Linked DNA regions of Mus musculus: all the other regions are linked to region 1. A link is a contact called in public ChIA-PET, Hi-C, HiChIP or PLAC-seq and promoter capture Hi-C data. All regions are on one chromosome and are shown on one strand. Each heading gives the region's core, a stretch centred on a gene start, on an enhancer-like site or on the middle of the called end of the contact. The rest is flanking DNA. Distances are from core to core; before and after follow the strand shown.

Region 1 (4,669 bases), core at 1,254-3,753:
AACATAGTATTCTGACCCACAGAACTAACTTCATAGTTCACTCATTATCAGGTGCTGAAGAAAGATATAAACAGATAGTTTTTGATGGGGTTGCCCAGTAAACAGAAAAAATTCTAGGTCTTCTGGGGGGGGAAAAATGCCTCACAGTGCTACAGCAGTAGAGATGATTTATAATTTCTAGTCCTAAGCCAGTTCACAGCCCTAGAATAGAGGCTTCTGTGTTAAGTGGAAAACCACTCTCTACCACACGGCCTCCTGAATCTATTTTCTCAGAATAGCCAGAAGGATCTGCAACAGTATGCCAGGACACTATCTGTTCTGAGAACAAAAACAAAACAAAAAGCCTCACCAAACCTTGCTGATATTATCAAATCTTGGTTCTTCTGAATTGAACATCTGAACTCTCAAACATCCCTACAGTCCAGTAGTCAAGCAGGAAGTATTTAGAGGTCACGTAACTAAATGATATTATAGATCAAGTCTATTAGAATAGGACTAATGCTTACTTGTTTAGCCCTATAAGTTATAATAATGGGTCCCTACCCAGTGAAGTAAGGGCTATTATGGTGGAAAAGGTGGACTGTTCATTTCTCTATTCCAGGATACTAAATGCAAGCAAGCATATTCTCTTGTGGATTACAGAAAGTAACAGCACAAACATGTGAACAATGTCCACCAGAGGCTCTTTTGCTGGGCTACATGTAGGCAGTAGCTTTGTTCTTCTACCAATACGTTATTTACCCATTTTCCCTTTACCTGTATACACTCAGCTCCCTCATTCATAAAATTTGGACTGAGGGGGCTGGAGAGATGGCTCAACAGTTAAGAGCACCCACTGCTCTTCCAGAGGTCCAGAGTTCAATTCACATGGTAGCTCACAACCATCTGCAATGGGCATCCGATGCTGTCTTCTGCTGTGTCTGAAGACAGTGACAGTGTACCCACATATATGAAATAAATATGGCCAGAGCAAGCAGGATGGGGGGGGGGGAAGAGCTGGGACTTAAATCTTATCTGTGTCAAGAGATTACAGTGAAGAATCAATGGGTTAATATACATATCCCTTAAGGAATGTCTTATAGCCGGGCAGTGGTAGTGCATGCTTTAATCCCAGCACTTGGGAGGCAGAGACAGGCGGATTTCTGAGTTCAAGGCCAGCCTGGTCTACAGAGTGAGTTCTAGGACAGCCAGGGCTATACAGAGAAACCCTGTCTTGAAAAACAAAAAACAAAACAACAACAACAACAAAAAAGGAATGTCTTATAGACAAGAGCAATTCAACTAACACAGTATAATTCTATCAATCACGTTGACTCTAATAATGCTAAGCTTCACTGAGAGGTATCATGAGTTTCCTATACTGCTGAAGTAAAAACTTAAATTACAAATACTCCCTAATGTTTTCACGTTCTATCCCCAAATAGCAATGTGTGACAAATATTCCAAATGACACTCCATAAATGAACAGCTGAATCTAAGACTGCTATGACTACAGGCTGTCCTGTCTAATGCACAATGTGAAGGTGTTTGACTATAAAGACTTCCTATTGCACAATATACTTAGCATATTTGAACATTTTAATCAGGAAATGGGAAAAGGTGGGGAGAACAGAGAACAGCATGTATAGCAAACTAGACTTGAATTCTTATGTCTTATTCTGGGGCACCATATAATCTGGAAGACTATAGAATCCCCCCCAAGAACTGTGAAAGGCTGACTTATGATGACCGGGAGTGATCTTACCACAACTGATTTTCGCTGGAAGTTTATGTTGTTGATACAGACGACCTGATGGGTTGTATATATAAAAAAAAAGAAAGAAACGACTATTATTATATGAAAGCATAAATCTAAGTACGAATAGGGACTATATACTGAGCCGCTCAAAAACCACACAGTAGTTTGTCTTCGAATTCTACAAAATGAGTAACCTGCTTATTTTAAATCGAGCAACAGCCATGAAAAGGTTTGTCTTGACAAAAAAATATAGCGGTACTTTAAGAAAGGTTTATGAGCCCGTGGGCGGGGAAGGAGTATGCTGAACAATTATTCAAAACCGTTTCACCCTACAAACATCATGTCCCCTGGAGTGGGCTCTAATTTCCCACTAGTTTCCCGGACTCATCAAGTCACTCACAGAATCAATGAAAACAAAATCAGAGCAGGGCGAGAAACGGAGTAGGGGAAAGGTACTTATAATTTGTACGGCCGTGGGCTTTCGAAGCCCTTGTCTCCTTTCTTCCTGTTCATCCTGGAGGACTCTAAGCCGGTGGGCGGCATGAAGAGCTCCTGCGGGGCTCGCCTTTCAGGCTGCACGGGGCGCTGCAGCGCATTCCCGGTAGCGGCCCGTGCACCCGGAGCGCCTAGCCACCCGTCCTCCGCCTCCTGTCCCCTCCCCGACCACTCTCAGCCGCCTCCGCCCGGCCCCTGTCACACAGATGAGCCGCGCTACAGGAGCTCTAAGCGGCCGCCGCCGCCTGCGGACATCTTGCCGGTCACCTCTGACCGGTGACGTCAGAGGAAGTGGCGCGGCCGCGGAGGCAGAACCCGGAAGTCTTGTCCGGGCGTGAGTGGGCGGGGTTTGCACGATAAGTTTGGGATTTCTCGTCTGGCTTTTCTCCTTTGTCTCAAAACTATTTCTAAAATTAAGAGAGCAGAGGGAAGATTTACTGGGTGAGAAAAGGAAGATGGGGAAGGAAGGAAGGGACGTTAAGTGTTAGGCGAATCGTGCTTGTGGAAGACAAGAAGGGATGGAAGGGGCGAGGGACTAGGACCTAGTAATGGTCCCGAAACCATTGCTGTCAAGAACAAACTCACCCATTTGGACCTTGTGGTTTAAACTCCAAATGTGTAATCAGACCGCAGGGAACTCTCAAGCCAGAAGTCCCATGGCCTCCGTATTTGTCTTATGAATTAACAGATTTTCTTTTTGACATTTTTGAAGCTGTGGATTTTCTATTCTTGAGGGTTAAAGATGCAAACCAATGTCCGTTAATTCCGTTAGAGTATTGTCCATTAACATTTTCCCACCTGCACAGATTTCACTCCACCTATCTTTTTTACTCCTGACAAGGTCGTTAGCTGACTTTAAATTAATTTGAACTTTTCGTCTAAACAAAACCAATTAGGAAAATAAAGCCATAACTTTATTAAACCTTCCAAAACTAGACTTCGTTTTTCCCAATGAACATTTATTTATTAAACCCACACAAAGTAAAGGCAGAGCTCATAAATGGCTTACACAATCTTTATGCAGGACCACTTCCTCAAGCGTTCTCATTTGCTGGGACCATCGTCAGACTTATAATTTTTTACAATTCCCTCAAGGTAGCAGTAGGCTTGTTCCAAGTTGCAATCTTCTCAGAAATGCAGGTGAATGAAGTGCAGTGATAATCATACCCAGTGGAAACTGTTGTTTTAAAGATAGACTGGGGGGGCTGGTGAGATACCTCAGTGGTTAAGAGCACCGACAGCTCTTCCAAAGGTCCTGAGTTCAAACCCCAGCAACCACATGGTGGCTCACAACCATCCATAACAAAATCTGATGCTCTCTTCTGGAGTGTCTGAAGACAGCTACAGTGTACTTACATATAATAAATAAATAAATAGATAGATAAATAAATAAATATTTAAAAAAAAAAAAAAGAGGGCTGGAGAGATGGCTCAGCGGTTAAGAGCACTGACTGCTCTTCCGAAGGTCCTGAGTTCAAATCCCAGCAACCACATGGTGGCTCACAACCATCTGTAATGAGATCTGATGCCCTCTTCTAGGGTGTCTGAAGACAGCTACAGTGTACTTACATATAATAATAAATAAATCTTTAAGCAGGAGTGAGCAGGGCCAAGCTGAAGTGAGAGAGGTCAACCAGAGCGAACAGAGGTCCTAAATTCAAATTCCCAGCAACCACATGACAGCTCACAACCATCAATACAGCTACAGTGTATTCATATACATAAAAAATAAATAATAAATAAACTTTAAAAAAAAAGATAGACTGGGGAAAACTTGCTTTTTTTTTTTCCACGGAGGTGCCAATCTGCTAAAAATCTTTGCTCAGGAAGCTGGAAAGTAACATAACCATCTGTGGTCTCACTGGCTTCTTCTAGAAAGGTGGATGCGACTGTCTCAACATCACTACAGGACACAAAAGTCCATATAAATATAGATACACACACGTATGGTTGACAGGCCTGTGGTCTGGTTGAATCGCTGTTGGGGTCAATCCTTAGGCCAGTGGCTCTCAATTTGTGCATCATGACCTTTTGAGGGGTCAAAAGACTCTTTTGACAGGGTCCCGTAGTAAAATGTACAGATGTGCACATCAGATAGTTAGGTTCCAATTCATAACAGCAAAGGTACAGTTATGAAGTCGCACTGAAAATAATTTTATGGTTGAGGTCAACACACGAACAGTATTAACGGGTTGTAACATTAAGAAAGTGGAGAACTGGCAGGGCGTGGTGGTGCACACCTTTAATCCCAGCACTTGGGAGGCAGAGGCAGGCAGATTACTGAGTTCAAGGCCAGCCTAGTCTACAGAGTGAGTTCCAGGACAGCCAGGGCTACAGAGAGAAAAGAAAAAAGAAAGTTGAGAACCACTACTTTAAGCCAACTGTTAACATGACCTCAATTGATTCCCACTGGCCTCTGTTTGAGTTTAGTAGGTC
Region 2 (4,669 bases), core at 1,162-3,661, 970 kb after region 1:
TGGGATAAAAATGACGAAGTAATTAAATTAGCATTTTTAGAGGATGAGATTCCTAGAATAAATAAATAACATTAAAGTAAAAAAAATGAGTTTAATGAGTTTAAAAATTCACTAATCTTTATTTCTACTGAAAAGAGGTGGCATGAGTCTATATATAGCATGCGCTATTCTTTATAAAAATTACACATTTCCTCAGTATGTCTTTTGGGGAAACCAGTAAGTGTGTCTGTTCTGAGAGAAAGAAACTCTGGGTTCTGGGAACATGAAGTCTATATTTTGTTTCTGTCTGAAAGGAATCAGGTTCCTTGGAAAAGTGATAGATTCTATAGGTGGGGCAGAAAATATTTGTGATGAATGTGAAATCATGATCAGAATATGTGTTAACCTCAAGAAGCCCCACTGGCTCGAGATGGAGAGAAGAAGCCCCAACATTTAATGCACCAAATATGGAAAATGGGAAAGAGCAAAGGTCCTTGGGAGGGTGTTGGGCAGCAACCTACTCTTTGGAAAAAAAAAAAAAATAAAGAGTAGAGCATTTATCGTACCGCTTATTTGTTTTTCTTTTGTTTTATATCACTCAATTGAGGAGGGGGAAACTCTTCCTTCAAATTCTTCTGGCTAACAGATTTTGCAGGAACGACATAGAATGTCTCCACTTTGCTAATTCTAAAGGATGCTGGACCTAGACAATGATCATCCATGGACCACTAACTAATGAGTGACAGGAACCCTGACCATGGAGGCTTATCAGATGAACATTTTCCCTGCTCACTGATCAGTTCTAACATCAGCAAGTGGGGAGAGCTGGAATCATGGGAGTCCTGAGACAAATACAACTGAAACGGGGTCAGATCCTCCCTACACAGAGAATAAACTCTGTACTCTAATCACACGTTTGTATTAATTGTGCATGGTCACAGAAGAATAAATTATTTGACAGTATAGCATCAGTGCACCTATTATTTGAAACGTTCTATGGCCCAAAATTTCCATTTTCTTTTCAGGACAGAGGAACACGTGCATGGCAGAAGGCCAAGGGGAAGTACTATGAACCCCCAAGGACAGGGGAGACTGACACCAATGAGCTCAGTGGATCCTGAGCTGAACAGTCCAGAGGGAAAAGTGCATTTTGGAGGACACTCGGGTCCATTTGAAAGATGGCTTGCTTATCAGATTGTATACCATGATTATTAAATGTATTTTGCGTGATAGTGAGCGAGCTCTGAACTCTGGTCTACTAACAACACACAATGGCAGGCCTAGAGTTAAAGAGACACAGTATCTGGGCTAAGCTTATTACAAACACAAAACGATACATGAAACAAGGTAGGTCTGATTCAGACTGGGCTTTTCGGTTCCTATAGAGCATTCTTTGAGGGGTCACTTGAGGTGAGAAAACAGAATTTGGGTAAAATGAATGCAAAAATAATAAAAGGGAAGCTATGCTTAGCAGCATTGTCTTTGACGGGTAGCTATTTTGGCTAATATTAGATTATACTCAAAAGTACCAGAAATACCCCTATTGCCCACGTCAAGATAAGGACTTCATTGTCAAGGCCTACCAGTTCCTTGAAGAACTTCCTTCTGCTTCAGAAACCATCTTGATTACTGATGAAGAAGACAGGGCAGTGGGGTTTGTGTCTCTGCTTCTGTGGCAGCTGTGTTATCATGTCCTTTCTGTTCTCATTAGTCAACCAGAGCCGACTATTGGTCAAGAGAACTCTACCCAGCTCAGTGGAAGTTGGTTCCTTTAGGACAACCCACTGTTTTTTCCTTTTTCCTTTTATTTTTCTTCTTCTCCCAGGAAAGTCTTCAGATATTTTATCTAGTTCAAATCTCATCAATGGGAATCCCCCTTTCTTCCCTTTTGTGCGTTATCCTTGAGTTTATGTAAGGTGAGCAATTTTAAGTCCTCCTGAATGAAGCAATCTGGGCTAAAGTTAGAAAAAAAATATGAGAGAGAGAGAGAGGGGGGGGGGGTGGGGGGAGAGGGAGAGGGGGGGAAGGGAGGGGGAGGGGGAGAGGGATCGTATTGTCCAAGGCGCCTTCAAATATGCTCGCACAAACCACGTGACACAGACTCTTTGCTCCAGTAGGTTTTTATCCTTCTTGTATCATTAGAACAATCAAACTCTAGTGTTAGACCGACAGAAGATGGCAATGTATTAGTATTTCCTCACACTCTGCCTAGAGGGAATTTTGACCCCAGAAAGCAGTTCTCTGGCAGGAAACAGTGGGAGAAGACATGAAGTGAGACAATAGAGAGGATTTTCCAGGCTGTTTATCTACCCACCACCATGTTTTCCTGGGCACAGATCTGAGCCCTTAAAACCAAAACAACCTAGACTGAAAAGGTAACACAAAACATTCCCCGCGGCCATGGCTACGCAGTCCCTTGGTATTGCTGCCATCTATTGGCACCAGGTGGTAACACCGGACAAAGTGAAGCCCTAGGGTGTTTGGTGTTTGTTTCCCTGAATACCAATGGTCCCACAGGTAGAACAGACTTACTTCAGAGAGGGCGGATCATATGATAAGACTTTAGTGGTGAAAATATATGTATGTGATATATATTCTTGAGAAGGGCTGTGCGTTTGTGCTATCTTAACGTGCCCCCAAAGGGCTCCTACCAGCTGAAGAGACTAAACAGGGTAGGATTAATACCCACGAAAGCCAGTGGAATAACCTTCGCAGTTCTTCTGTGTTACAGCAGAGAATCCCATGGCCCTTTGCGGCAGGTTTTAGAGGATGGTAAAGATTTGTCCCATCTGAACGATTACTGTAAGTGTTGGGTTGTACTAAACTCATCATTATTTGAGGAAAGTGGTCTTTATTCAGTTTCTGTCTGTGTACCCAGTGGCTCAAAGTCTCTAAGCCATAGGGATTTTCTTGATCTTAGGACAGAGTCATGAGAACCTCTGGGTAAAGTGTTAGGACTATCACCCTACAGTGCATTTTCCCACTCTTCTGGATTCAGGCCAACAGTTAACGTTAATTTTTAATGAAATGACCTAACATATTTTAAAACAATTACAACTTCTTTGATTAGTAGGCAGCTACAGCTTGTGCTTCTTGGCTGTCCTACCTGAGCTTGGCTACCACTCTCCGGGGGGACTCCCCAGGTTTAGTATGTGGCTTGCCTGTGTCATGACACTGGAGACTCCTGCCACAGTTCAGGAGGTATACTGGGGGACATAGAAGCTACTTCAGAAGGAGGGGAGTCATTTAGGCCTTCTGTCTCCATGTCTCCGTTGTAGTTTATGTATATTCATTTAAGAAGCTTTTATGGATGAAATGACCTAGCATTAATTAAACTTATCTTTACAAACAAGATGAGGCGATTCTAATTGAAAAATTTGCTGATTCAACAGAATAAGTAATTACTAAAACCTTGTACCTAAAAATGAAATCAAAGTACAAATAATAGATGATATCAAGGAAGATGGAGAAGAAAGTTCAGAAAAGTCCACACTACTGTAGGTCCTGGTCAGTTTCTGGATAAGGAAAGAAATCCAGGTTAAATCAGGTGAGTCTGTGGGCCTCCTTAGAGATTATAGGGAATCCCCAGGACAACTAGCTGCAGCCTCAGATGATAAGATACACTCACCGTTAATTGTTGAATGAATATACCTTTATTCCAGAAAAAGTCCACTTATATGTTCACTGTAAAAGACATATCCAAGTCGCAAAACAGTACGGTTAGTTTCTGTAAAATGGCCTGAGTAAAAAACACACCAAGAAATTAATATTAAAACTAAAGATAATTTAGCATTATTAACATTAGGTAAAAAAATGAAATAATAAACTAAAATCTGAGAAGTTTGACCCTGGTAAATGCTGACAAAGTAAAAGTATGTAATACTCAGGGGTATTTTACAAATTTAATAATGTAGCTTTGCAAAGAAGAAAGCAAGAGCCCAGTACTACAAAGGACAAATTCATAATTCTACTCTCATTATAAGATATTTTAAGAAATTTACCTCAATACATTTTAAAAAGACAGTGATCAACAATTAAAAAGAAAAAAAACGAGATTTATACACACAATTAACACACAGAACCCAATACTTTCTAAGCATTCTTTACAAGCTTATAAAAATGGATTTCGTAAGGCCCAGTAATTGATAACAGGAAGATTAAGATCTTTGACCACAGTAGAATAATTAGAACATAAAAATAAGCAGGTGGCTCCCCAGACCTACACTTTCCAGAATAGGTACTTTTCAGGAGAGCGGAGTTTGGGTGGTAATCCAAGCAGTCTAGGAATCAGGCCAGTGACAGCATAGCCACTAACTTCACCCTAAGCTGCATGAAGCCATGTGCCTGACCAGGCCGTCTCATGGTGAGGGAGGGCATTTGCTTTTAGCTTAATGGTCCCTTGTGACAGAAAGAGTGCCATCCATCAGAGGTGCCGATCAGGTACCAGAGGCTCGTCTGTGGACTATGAGCCTCCGTGATCAGACTGCAGAGGTGTGGCCAAAGTTGGTATCATACATTCTGGCCAGTGGAAAAACAATAGGCAAAAAGTACCCCATTAGAGAGGAGCTGGATTTGAGCATGAGTTTCATTAATAGCTCAATTATAGAGTTAGGACTTCTCATTCAGAATGACCTTGGCTTTTTTGTTCACTCATTGGGTAGGGAAGTCCTATAATCATTTCCCTGAAAAC
Region 3 (4,669 bases), core at 592-3,091, 830 kb after region 1:
CCATTGGATGATTATAGAGTTGAAGACACCAGATTTTCAGAGAGCGTTTCGAAAGTTCTTCATATTCATGGGCAGGGAAATCTGTTTACAAATGCAGAGTGGATTTCACACTTCTCCAGGAGACACCAGCAGAAAAAAGAAAACACTTCACCAGCTCTCCACCCAGGGGAACCTGGAATCCGGACTGACCGGCTGAACACCCTGCAGTGGAAGTGAACTTGTGCCTACATTGGCAACATCTTTCCCAGCCTTTGGCACTACTCAAAGCTGCACAGCCTCATGGACTCTCTCTGGTGCTGGAGGGAAGGGAAGCAGGAACGGGTGGCTGAGTTTTAGCATTCAAATACTGCCACCTCTCTCTGGCTTTTATTTTTATTTATTTATTTATTTGTTTATTTATTTATTTATTTATTTATTACCTCTCAGGTCTTCACAGCTGGATTGCCTAGGCTGTGAAAATTTTTGCCAAAGTAGAAAAGTACTAGAGCTGCCTAGAGTCAGTGGCCCTGCTTTACAATGTGGGCAGATGCAAATTCCGTCCACTCTCCATTTCCCGGTCCATTTCCCAGACTCCAAATTACATTTGGATTGTCCGCAGATAAAAATATGAAACCACGTGTACCGATAAGTATGAAACTTCCGACACCAGTGCACTAAAGCACTTCATCCAAGCCAGGAAAACCCAGGCACTCCAGTGTTTTAGTACAGCGCCCTGGGTCAGGGCCAAAGTGAAGATGAGTTTGCCCCCAGGTAGTAAAAGTTGTCAAAAAAGAAAGTCGTGCCACTGCTTTTGCAAAACACAGGCACTGTGGGGTTCTAGGGCTTTGGGGCAAGTGGCTGGTGAGTGTGAGTGTGCTGACGCGCAGAAGAGTAAGTGGAACTGCGGGATAAGGCCGGCGCAGGGTTAACCCCTTACCTTCCAGCAGCACTTCCTTGCCTGCGCGCTTCAATGCCTGCACTGCCTCGTCGTGGGTGGCGTCCCGCAGGTCTGCTCCGTTCACCGACAGGATGGCATCGCCCACATACAGGGCTTGGGTCTGATCCGCTGCCAGCCCCTTGAAGATCTTGCTGATGAGTATGGGCATCTTGTTTTCCTTGCCCCCTTTGATGCTAATGCCCAGCCCGCCCAGCTCCTGCTTCAGCACCTTCACGCCCCTCTTCTGGTTTGAGATGGACTCAGGTACCTGCTCCGGGAGGTCGGTGAAGGCGGTGCGGACCCCGGCGGGAGAGTCCGGGGCTTGAGCGACACCGGGGACCGGGTGCCCGGTCCCGGAGCCCCTGCAGAACGAACCATTGGTGGCAGCCCCTATGCCGTTGTACGCCGCAGCGCCCTCCTCGCAGCTCAACACCAGGGCGTCCTCGCTCAAGTTCACCAGAACTTTATGCCAGCGATCCCGCACCAAAACTTCCAGCAGTCCGCTCCGCTGCGCCCGGGCGCCTCCACCGCCAGCCGGCGCAGCCACAGCCGCTGCCGCTACCGCCATCTTTCCAGCATTCTTAAAATGCCATGTGATTGCAAACGGGGGAAAAGTAGAGAAGGGGTGAGGATGGGAGGACTCAGGGTAACCGAGGCACGGAAGAAGCAGATGCCTGGCAGCGCGCGCTCAGACCCCGGACTCCACTCCCCGTGTTCGCGGCTGCGCCGGGCGCCAGTTGCAGCGGCGGAGCTTGTTCCCCCTCGCCTGATCCTGGGCGGGGTGGAGCAACCTAAAAGAAGACGGAGAGCCCTCGACAGGGGAGGAGGGAAAAAAGCCAGCTGCCAGTTGCAAAACCCCAAACCGAGAGGAGCCTAGGAGCTGCGGAGCGGCCAAGTGCTGTAGAGAATCGGTAGGAGGAGGCAAGGGCGGGGACCCGGAGCCCCAGCCGCTCACCTGTTCGCCACTGCAGCGTCACACTCCCACGTCGCGCTGGCTCAGACCCGGGTGCCTCAGTTCTCAGCCGCACCTTGCCGCAGCTCCCCCAAACCTACCGGGTCACAAACCACTACCCCAACCCCGCCGCCACCCCCTTTTCTTCTCAACCCTCTATTTTCGACGGGTTTCCACACTCACCTTTAGTAGGTGCGCTCACTCTATCCTCTTGAGTCAACTCCCCTCTCTCCTCCCGCAGGTGTTTGAAGATCCAAGTCTTCCTCAAACCAGACCTTCGCTGCCTCAACTCAGTCTCCCTCCACCCCCATCCCAGGACTCTGGGAAGGAAACTACAGAGAGAGAGAGAGAGAGAGAGAGAGAGAGAGAGAGAGAGAGAGAGAGGAGGGAGAGGGAGAGGGAGAGGGAGAGGGAGAGGGAGAGAGAGAGAGAGAGAGAGAGAGAGAGAGAGAGAGAGAGAGAGAGATCCTAGGCTGTGCCAGAAGTCAGGGGAAAACTGTCACAAGAACATAGAATGAAGCCTCATCAAGCCACGTACTCCTATCCTCTAAGTCAATGCAAGGCATCTTTTGGGGGAGTTTGAAGACAAGAGGGCTTTCTTTCAGTACCTACCCTGAATTTCAACGGGGCACTGTCTGCCTCATCTTCAGGACACAGTGTCTAACTCAGTGTCTGCTCTTTGCATTGCTCCATACTTCCCCCAACCCCATCCCCGTGCCAGCCCAAACGCTTCTCAGGGCTCCCTCCTTTGTTCTTAGATTCCATATAGGAAATGTCTTCTTTAAAAGCTAAGAATAGGTTTGTTCTCCAAGTTCCCTGAAAACTGCTTGTTTGGCTCTTAAGCTGCTCTGTCCCAAGGTGATGGCATTGTAACTCTTGGTTCCGTTCCTAGGCCAATCAGGAAATGCCACCTTAACTGTAACCCAAGCCATGGCTGAACATCCCAGAGTTCTGCTAAGCAGGTCCCACACAGTTCACTTAAACTGTGTTAAGACTTACTGGTCTTCCTGCTGTGCCCTCTCCTTTCTCCAGATGACAAAATAAAAAGCAGAATCTGTTAATTCTGGAAGGTGAAGCTCCTGATAAGATGCCAGTAGGAAGAGGGTCTTCTGTAACATGCATGTCATCACCCCACTGTGATGGGTATTTGCAGCAAACAGCTCTAGTTCTTTCCAGACTTACTTAATCAAGGATACTTAAAAACTCTCAGGAATCCCCGTGAAGTCCCTGACAGGGATTACAGAACTCAATGAAAATACTTGAGACTTTCTTGAGAAACTGAAGTCACTACAGCTCACACAGGGTGTGCCACTGTCCTGCTCCTGTAAGTTTTAACTTTCTATACTTCAAAAAAAAAAAAATCTTCATTTTTTTTTTCATGTAAACCTGCCCACAACAGGGACAGGAGCCCAGGAAGTTCTTCAGTCCTTCCTGTTGGACTGGGTTAGCCAGGGAACTAACACAGCTGGCACCACTGTTGGAAAGAAACCTGAGAGAGAGAGAGAGAGAGACAGAGAGAGAGAGAGACAGAGAGACACAGAGAGAGACAGAGAGAGAGAGAGACAGAGAAAAACAGAGAGAAACAGAGACAGAGACAGATGGAGAGAGACAGAGAGCAACAGAGAGAGAGAGAGACATACACAGAAACAGACACACACAGAGACAGAGACACACAGAGACAGAGACACACATACACACACAAACACACACAGAGACACAGAAACACACACAGAAACAGACAGAGACACAGTCACACACAGAAACACAGAGAGACAGAGACACACATACACACACACACAGGAGAGAGAGAGGGAGAGAGAGAGAGAGAGAGAGAGAGAGAGAGAGTCGGGAGGGGGGAGCTGGCCTTTGGTTTAGAGGCTGAGGTTTCAGGCCCTTCATCACTAAGTGTTTGCTTTTGAAATATAAATCACTAGCGTTGGCATTGCTACCAGGATGCCAATGTGAAGATGAAAAAATCAAAGCTAACCTGTCCCTGGACCAGAAACCCCCAGCCAGCATCCTAATGCTTTGCCTCTGTGGCTCTGCAGTAGATGCATGCCAGACACACCCACAAAGTAATTGATCTATTAGGCATTAGAAATGGCAGGCTCTGGGATGGGCTTTTCCACGAATCTCTGTGCTAAGCACATTTTCTTCTGTGTATGCACACCTCTATGGAAAGAAAATAGATTCCTGGTTGAAAGTTACATCAGAATGAAAGGAGACCAAAGTTGACTATCAGGAGGCCAGAGGCATGCATGTGGTGTTGCTAGTTGGATTGTAATTACAGTCCCTGCCCTAAGTACTCTCCACATGTTAACCCAATCCTCTAGGCAATACTTGAGGGCCAATTCTGTAATGGCCACTCCCATTTACTGTTGAAGAAGTGGAGGCTCAGGTTTAATACCTGGCACATGTAATTAGTAAATAGCAGCACGAACTTGAAACTTAACCATTGTCTTACCTCTGTTAAAAATACAGCTTAGCAACCATAGCCCCAGTGCTCATCTGAACGCAGAGTCCTTTCTAGGGACAAATCTCTGGTGAAGGCCCAGCCCTTCATTAGAAGATAGAAACATTTCCTTCTGACCTTTCTTTCTTCAAAAGCTTAGAGAACACACTGCCCTCCTCCATTTGATATATTTTAACTTTGTCTTGGTGATACTTAAAATGGCCAGCCATTTGGGCTCTCCCTAGCTGAGAAGCCCTGCATCATCCCTCAGAAAGTACCACATCTCTGACTTCTTATCAGCACCGATTCTCAAAGGTAAGCCTTGTCCACCTTGATGTGTTTCCAGTGA
Region 4 (4,669 bases), core at 1,491-3,990, 780 kb after region 1:
TCAGGCTTTCCTTAAACCCCACACAGGGTTATAAAATACAAGACATGTCTCACCCCCAAATCATCTTCCACTCACCCCCATTTTATACTTCCACAAAGTTTTGTTCTAAGTTGTGCCATTCTGGGGGGTACAATGCCTTGTGTTTTCTCAATCTTATCTGTAAAGACCAGGTCCAGGGGTCTATCTCAGGGTCTGGCAAACCAGAGCTCATCAGTCAAATTCCCCTGGATTTCAAGACATTTTTACTGCAACACAGACATGTCTACTAGCTCCAGATGGTTTATGCTGCTGCAAAGTATTACAGTTATTACATAGATCTCAGAACCCACAAATTCAGGTTTTACTCTCATGCTGTGTGCAGAAAGAAATCACAACCCCCCCTCCCAACTAAAATCTTACACAACTACAAAAAAAGAAAAGAAAAGAAAGCCAAACAGGTGTTTTTGTAAAGAAAAAGATACATTTTTTTCTGTAAGACTAATAGTGCCAATTATCACCATATTAAGATAAATTATATGACCAGCTTTTAAAATAATGGTTTATTACTGAGTGTGATAAACATGGTGTTTCCTATATTTAGACTGTCCCCTGAAGCCACTTTACTCTGGTACAGTTTACTCTCTTTGAATATGTACAGGACTTACAGTCCATTAAAGCCCACCTTTACTCATTTAATTTATGGTAATAAGAGATATCGAACAAATCTTGAGTTACTAAGATGTCACTATGCATACTCTGTTAGTAGGAAAAAATCTAAGCAGCCAGCATCTTATAGAGCCCGTTAGATATTTGAAAAAGTGAGGTCCCCCCCCCCCCAGAGGAAGATGTTCATGGTGTGTATTCAAGTGAAAAACTAGTCATGTGAACATGTAGGATTTAAAGTTATGCCTTAGTTTTTGTTTAAAAACCAGAAGTTGTATGTATGCACATGTATGTACACATACTTACACACACATACATTCACATACAAATCGAACAATCCAGAGCAGTGTGCTCAGTTTTAAACATACTTGTCTCTGGGAAGAGAGATATGAAATGGCTATTTTCTCTCTTTCTTTTGCTAGTCTTTTCCCACAGGAAATAAGTGGACATATTACCAAGCATTTTGTGTTTGGTGAACTCTAGAATAGATATGCTTATCAACATTGGAAGTGCATGGTGCCTATTGATGAAAATTCATGGGATCCATAAATAACCAGAACCATTTGCTCCCCCTTCCTCCTACAACCAGACATCCCCTCAGATAAATGACAGCCCACTGCTGAACCAAATATGTTGTAGCAACAGCCAACATCCTGTTCCTTCTGCTGATGTGAAGACTCCAGCATCCTCTCTATTAGACCAGGAAGTTCTTTGGGGTGGGCTTTCCCCCCACATCTTTTTTAAACCTGCTCTAAAAATATATCTAGTCACATAAATAGAAATGATGGAATAGCAAAAAAAAAATGTAGCCATCAAACTTCTGCGGTCTGGGAACTGTGGTCTGGAAATTAAGCATGAAGGTTCTATTTGCTAAGGCATCTGGCACATGCAGTAATGGTGGAGACTGGATGGTGAAGCGATTAGCTGTCTGGGAAAGTCAGGCTCAGGTTTCAGGAGTTCTGTGGCCCCACTGAATCATTTTTGGAGTAGCCTCTAGAAAATGAAACACATTAGGTCTTCGATTTGCCCACCATCTCAGGACAGAGAATTCCAGAGAAAAAAAATAAAAGCATAGAAATTCCTTCCGGGAGCAAAGCGGTTACCATTTCAGTGCCCAGAACACAAAAATGGTACGGAAACACTGACAACGGACACACACTTTTGTCACCATGTGGTGCAGTGCTCTGGTTTCATTAGACATGGTGGGATGGAAAGATGAGGGGCAGACAGACTCAGGCAACTCTATGCCCAGCCATGCGCCTTCACAGCTGTAGGAACGGGATAAAATGCACCTGTTAGAGCTTGCATTTCCTGTTCGACATACATGAGAGCACTAACACCATTAAAGTGACTTTTGAGGTTGTTAGTAATAATATCTCTCTCAAGTGGTGTGGTACCCGGTGCTCAGTATAAAAACTATACAGGCTGGCTGTAATGTAAATGCACGACACAAAGCAAGCAAATACAAGCCACATGCCATCATTACAGCTATTGTTTTTAACATTTGTTACTAGAGTTGTCTTAATTTGCCAGGCTTTTAAAAAATGGAATCAGTGTCAGGTCTTTTTAAAAAAATTAGAGTGGTTTAGTCCAGTGATAAATTAGGAAGTCTTAGCTATACCCTATTTCTAGCTATTTCTTTCAACAATCTGTTTTTTCCCCAACTTTTACAATTAACTCTTGGGAAAACTTGAACACTAAATAGGAAGGAAAATAGTCTTTCTTCTGTGTGCTTCAACCCCAGTTGTGACCAAGGCTGTGTATTAAACTTTCCCTTTCATTGGATGCTAGCAGTTGACCTACTGAAAAGTTTTCTCATTCTGAAGGAGTCTACTTAAATGTATTGATTTTTCCATGTCTCAGAGTTGGTTCAATATACTTAACACGCACGATTGCAGTTCTTCTATACACCCATCTTCTGAAGTTTATTCTACTTTGCTGGCCATGTCCTGTGGTTGCCTGTGTACAGGGAAGAGGTTTTGTCTTGTGGTTGCCTGTTGAATTTTTGGGTTGTTATGAAAGTCTTGTATATAAATGTTGATAAAGATTTGCAAAGAAGGAAACTGAAACAGAATAAGAGGCCGTTAGAATCAAGTGCCTGTCTTGGGTTTTTAGTTGCACAGTATGGCTGGGCGTGGCTCAGTGACTGCTCTCTGGTTCTATGCTGCTACATGCTCTCTGTGACCGGACCAGACCCTCATAAATTTGGATTCTGTTTTCTCTTTGGGGGAAGAGACTGCCTGAGTATTTGAGTCAGAGCAATCATATGGTTCTCCCAAAGTTTTTATATTTTTACTTTATAAACCTCTAGACATCAGGGTTTATGAAGAAAGTATTCAACTTAAATAGATTATTTTAAGCCAGGCAGTGGTGGTGCACGCCTTTAATCCTAGCACGTGGGAGGCAGAGGCAGGCGGATTTCTAAGTTCGAGGCCAGCCTGGTCTACAAAGTGAGTTCCAGGACAGCCAGGGCTAGACAGAGAAACCCTGTCTCAAAAAAACCAATCAAATAAAGCAAGCAAGCAAGCAAGCAAGCAAGCAAGCAAACAAACAAACACCAACACCACCTCTGAGGAAGCCACCACACGTAAGCTAGGTGGTACCTTCCTGTTTATACCTGTCCCATGTCACTTAATCATTTACTGTGCCTATTGTCTCACATCTTTATGGCTACTCCCTGAAGGCAAGCATTGGGGTCTGGTCTCCACTCCACTGTATTATACAGCAACACCCTAAAACCTTCATATTCACAGGACTGAGCCCAGTGTCTGTTACATTGCATGAACACAATAGTTATTCCGAATCCATGCTTTCATCTAAGCAATCATTCAATCATTATGTCTATAATGTGAAAAAAATTCAGTGGGATCATCACTGGATCACAGCACCTGGCTAGCTTGAAATTCCTTCATTAGTGATTTGTCTGTCAAGCTGGCTTTTCTAGGTGTTTCGTAACTCAGATAACACACACGTTTTGTCCGTCTTCACTTCTTCTCAATTGTTGTTCCCAGAGGCAGGCCTCTTTGCTCTGACTTGTAAAAATGGTGCCAGTACAATTTGTAAAATGTTCTCCGAGTCTCTGAAGGAAGATGCTGTAGAAAGGGAATTGATTACAAAATAATTGAATACACTGGGGGTGTATCTGGTTTTCTGTTTAAATGGAATCGACTAAGGAAGGGTCAGGGATGCTCCTTTGTTCAGGGAAAGATGTGAGAAGATAAGGAGGAGAAAGAAGAGGAAGGGATGTTTCCATCTGTCATGAAGTGTCAGGTGGAAAATGAAAGGCAGGCTGCCATCTTCCACGTGGAACCAGGTTTATGCATGAGAAAAGGGAATTCTGATTTAAGTATGGGAAGGGTTCCTGGTGAATACAAATGAACCCTTCCTCCTGGAGCCTCGGCTCCAATATACTACAACTCGGGTGCTGAAACCTCACAGAATAAGCACACAGCTTAAATATGACAGGAGGTTTCCAGGGAGAGAAATCTTACCTGTGATTCCTAGATTTCATTGAATTACCCACCTATTATTGCCAAGAGAACAAGTTGGCTAGGACAGAGTCGTAGTATAAAATGGAGACGTTTTGATGAGGCTAGACAATGCAGGGAGGTTTCATATGTCAGCAAAAGGACAAGTGAGGGAGTTCAGTTACACCAAGGAGGAAATACAGGTGTGTAGGGGAAGGGGAGGGCAGGTAGTGTGGAAAAAACCCACAGCCTTTGAAGTTTAATGAATTCATCTAGGCCAAGATCATGTTGTACATATTAAGACAATCTCGGAGACTATGCAAAGGTGTTTCCTAGTAATGACTGACAACTGGGTAGAGAGAGGGGTCATTTCAGACAGGGTGTTTTTTATGAAACTTCTTGTAGTCATTTTTCTCTGTACCTACTTCCACTTCTTTTTCTTGCAGCAGATTCTGATATCTTTGTGATTTGAAATTTTCCAAGCTACAGCTTATGTGCAAGAAGCCTGTCTCAACGATCATGCCTGCACCTGCCTTGGTGACAACTTTGGCATTGGCATT
Region 5 (4,669 bases), core at 1,552-4,051, 760 kb after region 1:
CAGCATTTCTTTATACGTTGAGTAGCTCAAGTCCTCTTTTACAGTAAAGGGCATGACTAACACAGAATGCTAGTGCCATGCCTAGAACATATTAAATATCTTCTAAGTGACACTCCTCACTACTAGGAAATAGTTCCTGCTATGCAATGTTATCATCCAGCTGGGAAGGTGAACGACATGTAAACAGCTAAATGCATATCACAGTGTAACTATTGCTGCTATAGAAGGGTAGAGAAACTTAGGCGAGACATGCTTACTCAAGCTAGATCTTGTTGGAAATCTGAAACTATAACTTGCACTCATTCACCACAAAGGGAAGAGAACAATGCCAATTCCACCAAAATCTGGGTTCCTAAAACTAGAAAAGAAATCCAGAACAAGAAGCAGAGAGCAGACAGCGTTGGAGCTCTGGAGCCCTCACGACTCTGTAGGCTCAGTGTGGAAATTCTTCAAGGGACCTTGAACAACATGTGGGTTGTAGAGCCAGTCAGAGCTCTTGCATGCCCTGACAAGGTTCAGACTATGAGAAGAATGACAGCATGGGTCCAGTCTTGCATGCATTAATAAACTCTCTTCCATGCCTTGACTGGGGCAGCACACAGGACCTGTCTTCTTGCATCATCTGCTAGGTAAGAGTATGAGGTTTTCTGCATACTCTGAACATCTCCCCCTCCCTCTCCCCCCCTCTCTGCCATTACATGGAGCTGAGTTCCTTAGCTCAGGCCACATTACAGATCTGGGACTCTGAGATCTATTTTTATCTGGGGTTCCTCTGTAGGAAATGTGGAGTGGGGAAGTGGCTTGAGTGATTTAAAGGAAGGGGGGGCGTGTGCCAGATTTTAAAGAGACAGTTGCAAGCCAGGTAACCTGCGTCTAACTCTCTAGGAGCCTATTGAGCTTTTGAAATGATCTTCTGTTGTTTTTTGATGAAATGGGAAGCAGAGAAAGGATAGAAACACCAGATAAAAATTAATATTAGTTGAAGATGGACACATGCAGACTGGAGGAACTGCAGAGCTGGGTTAGCAAAGTATCTAGGAAACAGTGGCGGGAAGGATGAAAAAAAAAAATCCCAGAGAGTCAGTGGGGGACCACTGAGGCCTGGAAGTGAGGAGCACAGCGCATAGAAGAAGCTGCAGCAATGCAATTAGGAGGAAATGAAGAGCAAGGTGTAATGGGAGTTAGGCTATGTAGCACCAACTATTGGCTTGCATGAGTAGCCCTGCTAATGCTTGGACCCTTTCTAACTTCAGCTGCATTGAGGGTAGGCAATTCCTTCAAGTGTCAAGAGCTCACCTGTGGACTCTCAGCTTCACTGAGTCAGACAATCATGGAGAAAACCATGGGAGGCTGGGAAGGTAAAGAAGAAGCTAGGGTGAAGTGAGATATTACTGGCTATCCTTCAGCCTTCAAACCAGTTAGAGGGTGTCGTTACTCTAGCTGTATCCTGAACAGTTGTATTCCTCAGTCGCAGTCATCCAAAGTGGCAACCAGCTCATGACTACATCCTTCCTACTTTGACTAGGGATCCCTGTGTCAATCTTCTGCTTCTTGAGCTGAAGTCCTGCATAAACCACCTGCACCTTAATCCTCTTCTCACTCCACGTTAACTCCACCTTTTGAGAAGCCCTCAGTGGGGAAACCATCAAAGGAAGTCAGTTTGTGGCAGCAATAGTCACAGCCGAGGAAGAGAGGACACTCTGGTGGGAAGGTTCTACAACATTCAATACTTTAGAGCCCTGAATGGCTGAAAGGAAACCTAAAACACCATTCCCTTGTCCTAAGGCAGCTACTTCATTATCTCACACAGCAGGGTCTCTCTAAAATGTGACCTTAAGCTAATCCTCACTATTACTAAGCCAATATCTTCCAACACCGATAGTAAGTTAGATCACTGGTCCTAATAGTATAAAAAAATCTATCACTATATTATAGGTAAAGACTCTGCATATACAGGAGAACATAGTAGTCTTTTTCTTTCTGAGATTAGGCAACCCTACATAGTATTATGTATTTGAATTCCATTTATTTTCATGTGGATTTACTGGTTTTGTTTTTCTTTAAAGTTTAATAATATTTCATTTTTCTATATGCCAGATTTTCATTATCTATTTATCTACTAATAGATCCTTGCTGTAGTAATAAAGTAGCAATAAGCATGAAATGCAAATATCTCTATGATAGGTTACTGAACTGCCTGGGTGCATGCCCAGAAGACACACACACACACACACACACACACACACGCACACGCACACGTACACAGTGTATGTTATATAATGTCTAGAAGGGAAAACAAGGCAGGGTAACAGAGGGTGATGGAGAAGGTTGGGCACAGGATTCATGAAAGTGTGTATAATTGTTTTTGTAACTTCAATTCTTTCATGTTTTTTTTTCCTGGTAACTGTAACTGATAGTGAAAGTGTTAAGCCCGAAGAGAAAGAAGAGTAGGAAGGGTATAGTAATGAGCTGGTGTGGAGACACCTTCAGAATGCTATTGCTAACTAGAGAAGTTTATTGAGATATACAAAGTCTGAGACCAGGAGGGGATTTGAGTGTCTACATTAACTTAACCTTGGGTTGTTTTTATTTGTGAGTTCCTTACAATAAGGTAACTGTTATATTTTAAAAAGAAGAAAACTAAAGGAGTTAAGGAGCTATAAATGCTGACTGTAGTACATTCCCATCCATCTGTTCTGCCTGAGATGAGAGGGAAGTTTGAGAGTTCAGTACTCACTATCTTGTGCTCTCTACCCCTCCCTCCCAACTCACTAAGGGCTGTGGGTTTCCCCCATGTACATAACAGGAAGTATTGCCTCTGTCTACTAGTGTTGTAGAAGCAAACATCACGCAGAGCATTATGTAAGGACTGTTTTCACATAGCCTCAAAAAGTCAATTCTGAATATATTCCTAAGACATCAACTGTCACTTAAAAACACGATACTAGCTTAGTGGTCAGTGGTTATCATCTATAGCTTGGTAGACTTTCTAAGAGGTATTGTTGACCATGGAGTGGAAATTTTTTCTGGGTCAGAGATCTATTTGTTGTTACAAAAAGGCAAGCACTATCTGCTCCAGGCACACTATGGTAAAACTATGCTTCATGAATTAAGCTTGTCTTTCAATTACATATAATTTTAAAATATCTATTTCCCCAACTATTCAAAGAGCTAAATTAATTTATAAATGTATTTCAAGAATATTAAAGATAATGTAAGTATTTTGAAATAGGCTCTCTTCAGATAATTGTCAAAAGGAAAATCGGCAGAAGGAAAGCAATTGTATCAGAGCTTGTTTTTTCCGGTGTACATAAGCAAAAACATGAGTTTTCAAAGGAATTAGAGCCATTATCTGGAGAGTTTCTGTCAGTGGTGCGGGATGAAAGCCATTAAAGATCCACAATGTAGGAGAGCATGTAGCTGATTGTAATCGACAATGAACTTGCAGTTGGGGTTTGAAGAGGCACATTCTGGCACTGGGGAAGAAGCTTGGCAATTAGAAAGTCATAACAATCTGAAACTGGAAGGCTGGCAGACCCACAGCCCGGCGTTACCCATGCTAATGGTCTAATAGTCAAGCTGTAGTGGCCCTCTTCAGCTTAAATAACATTTGCCAGTCTTCCCAGTCAACGCTTTTTCTCTTTTTATTAGGCATTATACTGCAGGAGTTGTACCAAGCCTGCTGTGAGCCATAGATTGAGAGGCATCGAGGTTCTCCTGGAGAGTGGCATGGGAGAGAACAGAAATCCCACTCAGTAAACATTTACCTGCTGGTCAGCACAGCATGGATGAATACTATGTGGCCTGTGGGTCAAAGTCAGCCTCCTCTCGTTATATTAGATACAATAAACTTAAAGTGTGCTAAAATCTGTGGGGACAAGTGCCAGGCAGGCTGACAGTCACGACTTCTTTTCTTTTCTATGGAGTCCAAGGGCTATGCTGATGGAGAGTAAGAACATCTGATCCACACAAGAGGCAGGCAAGGAGTGTGAGGGACAAGCAAGCAGATGCTGTGCAATTTATGGCCTGCCCTTTACCTGAAAGATGACTGTGAGCAAGTTATTGTACTGTCCAGTTTCTAGCGTTAAAATCATGATCATCATGGCAACTGCACACAGAGATGATGTGATTGCCAAGCTGTGATTATATACATGCAGGGGCCTGGGTGGCAGCAGTGTGCAGTAACGCTGGTCGCTACTTTCAGAGAACAGGAGAGTGTCTGTCAGGTACATTTCCCTGCTGTATACCAAGTACTGCAACAAGAGTGGCTGGGTTGCAGAAGGCCCTAATGACTACTAGGGTCCAAATTCAGGAAAGAGCAGGTGTTTCCACCATTCTGGAGTCAAATTCACTGAATGCTCAACACTGAGATGAGTCATAACCCCTCATTATTCTTGGTTTGCAGATCATCAAGCCAGTGAATGGTCAGCCTACTCTGTGTGAGTTTGACTCCATCCAGGGTTGATGCTTTTTCTGCCATATCACCTGACCACAGAGAAGCTATGATAGAGTAGAGCCTTAAGTCCTAGGACAAATCTTTCTGAACATTACAATGGGATGATTACCAGAGAGATTTCTGCCCAATCTTACTTGTCGGATGCCTTTGTGAATTAATTCGTTAAATAAAATTAAATTTACAAATGATTCCCAACATGATGGATAGATTTGT
Region 6 (4,669 bases), core at 672-3,171, 550 kb after region 1:
TATTCTGCCAGCTCTTCTGTGTATTCTCTTTTTGTCTTAGAATCATCTTTAAACCCTTTTTTGGAAGTGCTAGTGATGGAGTTAGGGTGTGTGGTATATATGTTCAGGTTTCCAGTGGATTATAAGATCTATCTGCATTGACTAGAACAAGATGACCCTTCTTCCTTAACCTCAGGGATGTCACACTAGTAACTAAATGGTTACTTGGGCTCTGCAATCATCAACTACAGTTTACATTCTGATTATGCTCCATGTGACTGGTGTGCTGTAAGGTGCACAATGGTAGAGGGTAAATCTGGGGATGATGGAGGCAGCCTTGTTCATTTGGTGGCCACTGCATGTTTTGAAGTCTGACCCTAGTACACCACTCACAATTAATCCTGATAGGGCCTCCTTCCATAAGTACTTCAAATCACATTTTCACACTAGGCAGCAGAAGCATAAAATAATCTGCCCGAATTCACATAGCTAATAGGTAACGGAACCAGGACTTAAATCCATATAAATCTATGACCTATAATCTTTGAAATAAAGTTCTGAAAGCCTCATCGGGCTATCGGGTGTCCGAGAATTGACATGTTCCTTGGGAGATGAGCTCTGGTATTAGGGGCCATGTTAGACCCCTTTTACAGTGGAAAGGACAGATGAAAAAGGTTTGTGTCTATTCTACTTGGACCACCCATCATTCATGGTGAAGTCATTTGTGGTCCTTGATGCAGTTACGGAAAGGGGAGGATGTGGAGAGCTTTGCAAGGCCATCGATGCTTTCCCTGCTTCTTTGTTGTGCTTGGCGTGGATTTTTGAGTCCAGAAGCAGTTGCACAGCTAATACGTCATTGACTCACTGGATTAGGTTAAACCAGAGCCCAGATATACAGGCAACCAACACGTTTAAAAGAAAATCTGTAAGTCGGGTGACAAGTGAATTTCAGTGTTGAATACCGTTATACCTATAAATCTTTATGCTGACAGTGAACTCACCCTTTCCAGCAGAGTCAGCATTTCCCATAGTTGCATCCCCATCATGCTGAGAACTCAGGGGTGGCTAGAGTTTTAAGAGGCATTAAAACAACAGCCATGCCAGTTTGGACATAATCCAAAGGACGAACTGAATCTCTAGCCACAGAAGTGCATCGAAGAGGAATTAGATTGTACTTCACATTCGTAAATCTTTTTGTCCAATAGCAGACTAAGAAAAAAATGTGAGCTGCCGAGAAGTAGGCCATTCAGTCAACTTTCTAACAATTGTTAGGGAACTAGGCAAGTTTTAAGACAGTGTCTTGCTGTTTTCTTTTAGAAAGGGAAAAAGGCCCCATTGTTCTCCTGGATTTGATTTCAACGCTCTTTTCTCATTTTAGATATTGCCTGGATGACCAAAAAGCTTTAGAAAGAGATGGGGGATTTTCTGAACTTCAGTCGCGCCTTATTCGTTACGAGACGCAGACCACCTGCACCAGAGACAGTTTTCCAGTCCCCACCGTGCTGAGCCCTCTTCCATCCCCTGCAGTTCTGTCAGAGCCTCAGAGTGTCCCCGAAGGAGAAGCACTGCAAGGCGAACTGAGGACTGAAGTTTCTGGATTGAAGCGGAGATCTAAAGACCCCAGCTGCCTGTACCCCCAGAAAAGGTGACCTGTCGAGTCCACAGGGACAGTGTCTCCAGAGAAGTATCTTGTTCTCTGGGAGGATTTCCTTTCATGTCTGCCTCAGACTTTTATGCTGCTGATTGCATGGGTTTCTTGGTTCATTCCTTCATACTAGGAAGTTCGTTTGTATTTTGAGTACTCAACTGGTTTTGCTTCTAAGGTGTAAAAAGAAATGACTTGGAAAAGCCAAGAGCTTTTGCTTTCTGTGTTGATGCTCAGCCCATCAGCACAGTGGGTGTGTGAAGCTGTCAAGTCAAGAGCTCTAGAGGTGCCCCCAGTAGGTGAAGGCTCAGCTGCCCTTTGAAGATGATAGTTGAGGGTGGAATTTTTTGTTAACTCTCTCTCTGCTCTTTCTTTTATTTGCATTGGCCTTCAACCAAGAGGCTTCATGGGGCTCCATTCAAAAACCACTCATTACATGTAAATAAAGCTTCAAAAGTGTTAGTACATTTTATGGAACTTTTCAAGACACTTTGTTTTGCTAGCCAAATAGTCCAAATATATTAGAATTTAGATGTTGATAAAATAAATACTGAATTTATAGATCTATAGGCCATGTGTTAGATTTAGCCCTGGGCATAAAATATGCTGTAAGTTCTGACTACACTTAAGCCTTTAAAATAACTATAAAATGTGTAGAAATAAACCTTCGAAGATCTTTGGAATAGGTGAAAATACGAATATGCTGTTTCCTGCTATGAAATAGCTAAATGATTTTTATGACAACTTTGTTAGTTCATGGCATTTTTTTATGTCTGATTAAGTTGCAAAGCAAAGGCGTTAAAAAGATTTATATTTGGACAAAGTATACTGTATACTACAGTGTACAGTAGCCTGAGAGGAACAGAAGGATGCTTCTAATGTCTGCTTTGAAAAAGGAAAACATTTCTTTTTTTTTTTGGTTTTTCGAGACAGGGTTTCTCTGTGTAGCCCTGGCTGTCCTGGCACTCACTTTGTAGACCAGGCTGGCCTCGAACTCAGAAATCTGCTTGCCTCTGCCTCCTGAGTGCTGGGATTAAAGGCATGTGCCACCACGTCCGGCTTAAGGAAAACATTTCTGCGTCATTGTAGAAGCAATATAAATGATTTAGGAAAGCTGAAATAAGAATCATTTTTTTTGTTTTACTTGTATTTGCTTTTAGGTACTTATTTTGCACAGATCGTTGCACAGGTATAGCACAAAGGCTTGTGGTTTCTTTCGTAACATTCTTTAGTGAAGGGTATGAGTGCTTCCTCTAGGGTTCTAAGTGTATAAGTAGAGGAATCCTAATATTGCTCATTACATTCCTTGTTAGCTTGAATTCTAGTTATCACTTGCCTTCTCTTTTAGCACTGCCCTTGCTACTTTTCTGATAAAATACTCTGACAGAAGCAGTGTCAAAAAGAAAAGGCTTATCCACCTCACAGTTGAGGTCTGCGGTCCTTCATGGCAGGGAGGTCACTGTGGTAAGATGGAGAAGCAGTGCACTTACCCCGCCCACACTCACAAGCAGGGAGCAATCCATGCAAAGTGCTGCTCAGCTCCCAGACAGTCTAGCATGCCATGGAGACGGAGAGGGAGGGGCCCACTCACGGTAAGATGGGTCTTTCCACAGCGATTAGTGCGGTCATGATAACCCACCACAGGCACACTCAGAGGCCATCTGTCCGGAGAGGCTAGATCCTGTCAAGTTGACAGCACTACCACAGTGCATAAGCACGGAACTAAAGAACAAACAGCTTCATTCTTTGGTGTCAGTTATTTTATGCAAATTACTAAGAGATTTTAGTTTTCTTGGATTTGTGTTTAAATGAAAATAGTTGTGACATTAAAAGCGAAAAGTAGGCTCCATTGTTGATTCATTTCATTTGTACTTTTTCCCTCCTTACAGACTTACGAGATCAGAAAGTTCTGATTGTTTGCCTTCCCAAGCGAGTTGCAATAGTAATCATCACCATCACACAGGGAAACCCAGGAAGCCTCAGGCAGAGCGCTGTGTGTCAGGGCTTCCTCTGCCTGGCCGGGAAGCTTCCAAAGATACCTCAAAGACCAGTTCAGGACAAAAACGAGCACACGAATCAAAATCATCAAAGCAAATGAAGGAATCACGGTCCCAGAAACACACACGGGTAAGGACTTCCTGCTTTCTCACTTCTGCATGAAAAGAAACCTCATTGTGTGATTTTTTTTTTTAAATAGAAAACCATATGCCTAATGGATTTATGAAGAATAAAATAACATTCAAAACCTAAGATCATCAGATGCTAGGAGCATGGTGAAGGCTGGAGCTCGCAGGTAGACCAGTTGCCTAGTACGGTGAAGGCTGGAGCTCGCAGGTAGACCAGTTGCCTAGTACGGTGAAGGCTGGAGCTCGCAGGTAGACCAGTTGCCTAGCATGTGTGAAGCCAGTTCATTAGACAGTGTGGCTAGAAAAGAAACTCCATGAGGAGAACCTGGGGATGGGGTGTGAAGGACACAAAGTAGACAGCGTGATTGCTTATTGTAAAAGTTGGCATGTCAGTGCAGCAAAACAGGAACGTTATAAAGGTACCCTCTTGATTTTCCATGATTGAAATCTTTCTTCTAAAGATTTCCCTGCAGTGTATATCTTGGCATTCAGATTTCAGGTCACAGCTCGTGATTTCAATTCCTTCCCCTAGTTACACTAGGCATTTTCCTGCTGAACCTGAGTCCTGAGACATGAGTGAGCATGGAGGTGTCACAGGCTGCTTTTTTTTCAAGTGTTTTGTCAGAACAACCATATTTATCTTTAGTATAGGCAAATAACTATATAACTCACAATTCATTTATCATCAAAACTGAAACAGTTGTGCCATTTCTGAGAAATATCAGCCAGGTGTTCCTTTCTGTTGAAGATGCTGAAGGAGGTGGTAAAAGACACCTTGAAGAGGCACCACATCACGGAGGCCCATGAGAGCTTCACGGCCTGCAGCCAGAGACTCTTCGACATCTCCAAGTTCTACCTGAAGGTGTGGTGACTTCCCTACTCACCATTGGGTTTATTTCATGCTCTGATGTGTGTTAGG

Evidence for each region. Promoter capture Hi-C pulls out the DNA fragments that hold promoters and counts their contacts. Hi-C and Micro-C count contacts between places; a contact is called where the count stands out from the background. ChIA-PET counts read pairs in DNA pulled down with a chosen protein or histone mark. HiChIP or PLAC-seq counts read pairs in DNA pulled down with a chosen protein or histone mark.
Region 2: a contact with region 1 is called in a promoter capture Hi-C map of liver, with 5 times the contacts expected there. The contact joins the enhancer-like site here to the promoter of Taf2 in region 1. A contact is called at or near these places in 13 of 39 promoter capture datasets (the 3T3-L1 cell line, 3T3-L1-derived adipocytes, the C10 cell line and 9 more), 2 of 484 Hi-C or Micro-C datasets (Th17 cells and uterus), 2 of 115 datasets of contacts at active chromatin or transcription factors (bone marrow-derived dendritic cells and large pre-B cells) and 3 of 9 other capture datasets (adipose tissue, liver and macrophages).
Region 3: a promoter capture Hi-C map of liver shows a contact between it and region 1, with 3 times the contacts expected there. The contact joins the promoter of Sntb1 here to the promoter of Taf2 in region 1. A contact is called at or near these places in 10 of 39 promoter capture datasets (the C10 cell line, embryonic stem cells, hippocampal neurons and 5 more), 1 of 115 datasets of contacts at active chromatin or transcription factors (memory CD8 T cells) and 2 of 9 other capture datasets (embryonic stem cells and liver).
Region 4: an RNA polymerase II ChIA-PET map of memory CD8 T cells shows a contact between it and region 1, with 8 read pairs. The contact joins the enhancer-like site here to the promoter of Taf2 in region 1. A contact is called at or near these places in 5 of 39 promoter capture datasets (the C10 cell line, embryonic stem cells, hippocampal neurons and 2 more) and 1 of 115 datasets of contacts at active chromatin or transcription factors (memory CD8 T cells).
Region 5: a Hi-C map of B cells shows a contact between it and region 1, with 8 read pairs. The contact joins the enhancer-like site here to the promoter of Taf2 in region 1. A contact is called at or near these places in 2 of 39 promoter capture datasets (the C10 cell line and liver), 1 of 484 Hi-C or Micro-C datasets (B cells) and 2 of 9 other capture datasets (adipose tissue and liver).
Region 6: an H3K27ac HiChIP or PLAC-seq map of large pre-B cells shows a contact between it and region 1, with 4 times the contacts expected there. The contact joins the enhancer-like site here to the promoter of Taf2 in region 1. A contact is called at or near these places in 4 of 39 promoter capture datasets (the C10 cell line, liver and stem cell-derived epiblast-like cells) and 2 of 115 datasets of contacts at active chromatin or transcription factors (embryonic stem cells and large pre-B cells).

What each region holds. Positions count from the first base shown.
Region 1 is chr15:55,069,649-55,074,317 of GRCm38.p6, forward strand. It overlaps Taf2 (TATA-box binding protein associated factor 2), which reads right to left and starts at 2,504. Exons shown (of 26, transcript NM_001081288.1): 1 at 2,199-2,504; 2 at 1,745-1,799. The coding sequence starts at 2,281.
Region 2 is chr15:56,044,665-56,049,333 of GRCm38.p6, forward strand. No RefSeq gene overlaps it. Among named protein-coding and RNA genes, the nearest start is that of Gm46516, 120 kb to the left of the region's middle. Within about 2 kb of position 2,412, at least 30 of the 459 cell types and tissues checked have an H3K27ac peak or open chromatin away from gene starts, as enhancers often do. A contact at or near this core is called in adipose tissue, liver, neural stem cells and 1 more, where this site is marked.
Region 3 is chr15:55,905,108-55,909,776 of GRCm38.p6, forward strand. It overlaps Sntb1 (syntrophin, basic 1), which reads right to left and starts at 1,842. Exons shown (of 7, transcript NM_016667.3): 1 at 917-1,842. The coding sequence starts at 1,484.
Region 4 is chr15:55,848,536-55,853,204 of GRCm38.p6, forward strand. The region is part of intron 1 of Sntb1 (syntrophin, basic 1); the gene reads right to left. Among named protein-coding and RNA genes, the nearest start is that of Sntb1, 56 kb to the right of the region's middle. Within about 2 kb of position 2,741, at least 51 of the 459 cell types and tissues checked have an H3K27ac peak or open chromatin away from gene starts, as enhancers often do. A contact at or near this core is called in memory CD8 T cells and pre-B cells, where this site is marked.
Region 5 is chr15:55,826,365-55,831,033 of GRCm38.p6, forward strand. All of the region lies in intron 1 of Sntb1 (syntrophin, basic 1), which reads right to left. Among named protein-coding and RNA genes, the nearest start is that of Sntb1, 78 kb to the right of the region's middle. Within about 2 kb of position 2,802, at least 83 of the 459 cell types and tissues checked have an H3K27ac peak or open chromatin away from gene starts, as enhancers often do. A contact at or near this core is called in B cells, adipose tissue and liver, where this site is marked.
Region 6 is chr15:55,616,125-55,620,793 of GRCm38.p6, forward strand. Mtbp (Mdm2, transformed 3T3 cell double minute p53 binding protein) reads left to right here. Exons shown (of 22, transcript NM_134092.3): 18 at 1,358-1,624; 19 at 3,514-3,751; 20 at 4,499-4,612. Among named protein-coding and RNA genes, the nearest start is that of Mtbp, 61 kb to the left of the region's middle. Within about 2 kb of position 1,922, at least 4 of the 459 cell types and tissues checked have an H3K27ac peak or open chromatin away from gene starts, as enhancers often do.